Regions from separate parts of the Lactuca sativa genome. Here region 1 is linked to region 2. Evidence: chromatin contacts called from public Hi-C data. All regions are on one chromosome and are shown on one strand. Each heading gives the region's core, a stretch centred on a gene start, on an enhancer-like site or on the middle of the called end of the contact. The rest is flanking DNA. Distances are from core to core; before and after follow the strand shown. Region 1 holds the start of LOC111892549 (histone acetyltransferase type B catalytic subunit). Region 2 holds the start of LOC111892554.

Region 1 (2,700 bases), core at 128-2,627, 360 kb before region 2:
TATCAACCATTCAAAAGAGAAAAAGTCAGACTTACATGTTAATATGCAATTTAACATTTCAAAAAAGGTTAAATGCAAGAAATAGGAATGTACATCCATTCAGCTGTTTTTTATAGTATTGTACTTTTATTTGTACATTGAAACATATGCCCAATTAAAACAATAAAAGCTGCTTTATAAATGGATAATATTGCTATACTTAGAAAGATTTTTCAAAGTACAATGCTATGATAAACAAACATATGAAACTATGTTGTTATTCTTGCATCTAGCCCTTTTAAAAACTATATTATACAGCAGATAAACTTACATCAGAGGTGCTCTCGAAAGAAATATCTGCATATGCTTGAAATGATATGCTGCTAATCCAAATGGTGATCTGCATTGTTTAATGTTCTTTACAAAGATTACACGGTGACTGATAAACTTTTACAAACAAAAGTACAGTTTTTTTACAACAGATGGATTCACAGGTTCAACAGGTTTTTTTACAATACAAAGATTAAGGTTGATTAAAGATAACACCTTCAACCCTTGATAGCCGTATATGTTTCCATCTTCTTCAAAAAAGGGGCCTAGATCAACAGGTTCAACAGGGAAGCTTTCTGGTGAGCCCACTTCCTCTTGTCGAGAAACTGAAATTCATTTATTCAGAGACAAAATAACAAGATTTCATTAGGGCTACGAAGATATCATGCAGAGTTGAAAGGTATGAAAACATGTTTAAATCTTATACAGAAACAAGTATTGCATTAGCCCACACGTAGCTCTCAATTTACACATGATCTTACTCTTCCATCCATTACCAAATAAAAACATATAGTGATAAAACAAAACCATGAGATCAGAGGAACAATTTTACAGCTCAAAACAATATTAATTTGCTAAATGAAAATTAGAGGAACTGTCTGTGCGTACTAAAAGCTAACCAATTTTGAGTACATTTCGAAGAAACCCTAGACGACACGCTCTAAAAAAGCAACAAATATACGGAGGCAGAAAGATGTCGCTCAGCAAGCAGGCGAATCAGGAACTCGGTTCTAAAAAAATGAACATAATTAAGTAATTATAGTGCTGTTAAGGATTTTTGATGCATACCCATGTAGATTTTGATGCAATCGTTAGGTTCAACCCCTTCATCTACATGAAAACAAAGTGAACGAAATCAGTGAAAACAGAGATGAATCGAAGTAATCAGCATGACAGAGAACCTGAAAACTCACCGACTTTGGAGAATCCGACCTTTCTACGCTTTTTGGGATCGGACACGGGATCGGAGGAGTGGTGCTTCGTCCCCATTTTTCGCAAATTAGGGTTTTGACGAGAAGCGGGAAATGTTTACAAACGCGGGAAATAGAAGAAATGTCTGTAGGCGACTGTGCGTGTGCGACTTTATATAGGACCACGAGGGAAGTAATTGGATCTTTTTTTATTAAATATAAAAGTTAAATCAGGGAAACCGATATGTCGGGCGTTTGGTCTAGTGGTATGATTCTCGCTTTGGGTGCGAGAGGTCCCGAGTTCGATTCTCGGAACGCCCCTTTCCAGAGTTTACTATGTTTTCTATTTTTGAACTTATTTACATAAAGTAAGTAGAGGTAATTGATGGAAGAAAATAAAATAACCTCGTTTTATCTTATTAGTTTTTAATTTTTTTCCTTATTTATTTGCAAGCTTTTGTTCATTTCTACCATTTTGAAGGTTTACCATGTTTTCTATTTTTGAACTTATTTACATAAAGTAGGTAGAGGTAATTGATGGAAGAAAATAAAATAACCACGTTTTATCTTATTAGTTTTTAATTTTTTCCTTATTTATTTGCAAGCTTTTGTTCATTTCTACCATTTTGAAGGTTTAACAGGTCAAAGTCGGTCATCATCAACCTCTTATTTAACCAATGTTTTAAAAATCGGTTTGAACCGGATACTGAGGATGGGTGGTTAAACAACAAGTTGTTTTATGCCAATTTTCTAGATCAAATCGAATCAGACGGGTTTTCAAAACCGAGTTAAACCGGTTTTTAAAACAGTGAAGACAGTCTCAATATGGTGACGTTCTATTTTAGTTTATGTTAATAAAATGTCCCCTAATATGATGTAAACTACTATTAAACATTAAGCATTATTACATCACAAACTAACAAGAGAATAATACATATTACATAGATTAATCATAACAAACAAGCAAATAAATATATAAAGCACATTACATATACAAACTCATAAATAATACATAAACTTACTAGTTGATTAATAAAAAATGATTAAATTTAAAAATTCAGAAAATCAGTTGGATATTTAGTTTTTTCTTGAAGCACCCAATCCTTATATTTTTGTATGCTTTTTAGAACTTTTTTCATTTTAACCTCTTATTTGTTGGCATACTCTATGGCATCTCATACCCAAACCCTTGTAGTTTTTATGTCGCGTTCTTTGTCTTGAACCGACCTCATATTAGACCAAATATCAGCTTGTAAGTCATCCAACCGTTTCCTATCTTCTTCGATACCTTTAATCTCGCTCTTGATTTATTCTTCTTAATTTTATTAATAGTTGCAATCGCTTCTCTTGCGGCATCAACCATCATTTTTCTTGAGAGGTAGACATGATTGTGTGTGTATGATGGTTATAGAATAACGAGTATTATATGATTTTTAAATTTTAGACCCATACATATAAGTCTCTATATATAATTGACAAT
Region 2 (2,700 bases), core at 50-2,549:
TCGAGTAGGTTACTTAAAATCCGCGTCAAATTTTGGTTTCTACTCGATGAGTTTGGGGCTCCCAACTCGTCGAGTTGCTCTACAAAAATGAACGAATTGCAATTTAAATGCGTACTAGGAACCAAACGTTACACCTATTTTCCTGTTCATGGTAATCATTTTTTTGTGTATTCATTTAGCATGATACTTGCATTTTTATCTGAATGGTAAACCATTAATTTAGTATGTATAATGTTCAATAGAAGGGTAAATCAGTAATTTAATTTAAACATTGATCAAATCGTGAGCTGCTACTATTTCTGTTTGTTTGATTATCTCAACCTGGTTACTGTTTTTGATTGTATATAATATATTAAATTGCTAGATGAATTATAGGAATTGCAATCTTGATGTAGAACTCATATAATCTGCTAAGATAAATATATGGTAATACCGAATGTAAAATGGATGATAAGGGTATAATAGAAAAAAAAAAAGATATTTTTTAATGTTTGAATGTAAATTAATATCATAATATGATGGTTGAATTACAACAATTATAACTTTAAATTCAAATCATAACTAAAGGGTATTGATATTGTTGGATGATTTTTTTTTAAATGTTAAGTATGATTTTAAGGTTTAGGGGTAGAAGTGAAATTTTATTTAGGATAAAATAAAGAAGGAAGATTCGAATTTACCTTTTGAAGGTATCAATAAACTCGTAAATTTATGTGATATATTTTAATTTGATTGCAAATTAGATTTAGGAAACCTTTATGTAAGGAAATATAAAGGCAAAAAGGTAATTCGACTTAGGAAACTAGAAAAGCATCAAGTTGAAAAAATTATCCAACAATAGATATTGAGATGACACATGTACTAAAATGATTCTTTTAGCATGATACTTCCATTTTTTATCCGAATGATAAATCATTAATTTAGTATGGACAATGATCATCAGAAGGGTAAACCGGTAATTTGAAGGTACTCATATGTGACGAAGAAGATCGTTCAACTAATAAACAAAAAATATTGTCTACAAAGAAGTCCTTCAACAACTTTATACATTTATCGATTTTACTGTATTTTTTACACATTTCAATAACACCTATAACCCTAAATTTTTTATAATTATTCTACGATATCTATATAATTTTGTATTTTATTTATGTCGAAATAAACAACCCCTTGACCATAAGCCTATACAACATTCGATTTGGGCCAATGGTTTGGGCTTCTAGTCGAGCCGAGCGAGGACAATGTTGTAGCTAATGCATTAACAGTTGTACTGTAAGCGATTAGTATAATAAGTTCAGTAGAGTGTGGATTAAGGACGCTCGTCAATGGCGACGATCGCTATGGATTCTTCTTCTTCGTCTTTGCTGTATCCTCCACCCGAGGTCCCGAAAAAGCTTCACGATGAAAATAGACAAAAACTGTTGAAACACCTCCGAGAAAACCTAGATTCATCCTCTCGTCCTTTACACGGATTCGTACTTCTTCAGGTAAAATAATTACATCGAGCTTGGCTAAACTGATTTTGTTGATTTTTTTTTTTTAATAATCGGTTTTATTTGTCAGGGAGGAGAGGAGCAAACTCGTTACTGCACCGATCATGAAGATCTTTTTAGGTATTTCCGGCGATTACCTTGTACAATTCATTCGTGCAATTGAATATATTTAAATTAGATGATATGATTTGAAATCCAAACGAAACAATCTCTGTTTCTTTGTTGTATAACTGTATGCTATCTATATAAGAACTAGAAGGTGGTACGCTGCAATGAATTGTGGATGGAGAAGTTTCCCTGTCAATCCGTGGATTTTGGTATTTCTATAAGTTAGGCTATAGAAAAAGGGTTGTGGAATGTAACCTTAATTTCATTATTAAAAGAGAAGTTGAATGAGTGAGCATCATCAGGGAGAGTTGGCCTACCTCTTGAAAGTAGACTGTTACCTTTTAAGTGTGGGTAGGTTGTCCTTTTTTGATAAAGCTCTGTCCATTTTCTTTAAAAAATATGCTTGGTTCCTATCAATTTTAAGCCAACTTACAAATTGGAGTTGATAGACTTTAGTTATGCAATAAGCCAATAACTAATCCATAATGGCTTGTAATACAACTTAAGGGCTCATAGACCATCAACACACTGCCACTACCCACTTCTAACATCCTCAAATAATCTAAAGTATGAGTGTGATTTACATTGGCAATATTAGGAAACATGATTATTTTTTACTCTTGTAGTCATGTAGTCCTGTTAAGCCATAGAGATTGATGTGTTGTATTGCTTTTTAAGATGATTTATATATCAATGTGTATACTTGAGTTATTTACTGATGGTATCCGACTTCCTTCCAGACAGGAAAGTTATTTTGCATATCTCTTTGGAGTGCGGGAACCTGGTTTTTATGGAGCTATTGTGAGTCCCTTCTGTTTTCATGTCATATTTTAATATATATATTTTGTGATTAGTTATGTAATCTTTTTCTATTGCTACTCATTCTTTTTGTTTTGCTGGTGTAGGATGTAAATACAGGGAATTCAATCCTTTTTGCTCCAAGATTGCCCTCTGAGTATGCTGTTTGGATGGGTGAAATAAAGCCATTATCCCATTTCAAAGTAATTTTCATTAATCCTACCAAATACAAAAGAGTCTCATTGTATTGCCTATCTTAGGCTTTTAGCAAATTAACCTGTTTAATATTAACATGCAGGAA

The links. A called contact is a pair of places that touch in the nucleus more often than the background predicts.
Region 1: a contact with region 2 is called in a Hi-C map of seed, with 5 times the contacts expected there. The contact joins the promoter of LOC111892549 here to the promoter of LOC111892554 in region 2. A contact is called at or near these places in 2 of 4 Hi-C or Micro-C datasets (leaf and seed).

The regions. Positions count from the first base shown.
Region 1 is chr5:303,046,384-303,049,083 of Lsat_Salinas_v11, reverse strand. LOC111892549 (histone acetyltransferase type B catalytic subunit) reads right to left here and starts at 1,377. Exons shown (of 10, transcript XM_023888601.2): 1 at 1,224-1,377; 2 at 1,099-1,140; 3 at 526-635; 4 at 311-379. The coding sequence starts at 1,299. It overlaps TRNAP-UGG (transfer RNA proline (anticodon UGG)), which reads left to right and starts at 1,470; the gene lies at 1,470-1,541.
Region 2 is chr5:302,687,707-302,690,406 of Lsat_Salinas_v11, reverse strand. LOC111892554 reads left to right here and starts at 1,299. Exons shown (of 16, transcript XM_052771815.1): 1 at 1,299-1,487; 2 at 1,564-1,613; 3 at 2,342-2,402; 4 at 2,507-2,602; 5 at 2,698-2,700. The coding sequence starts at 1,326.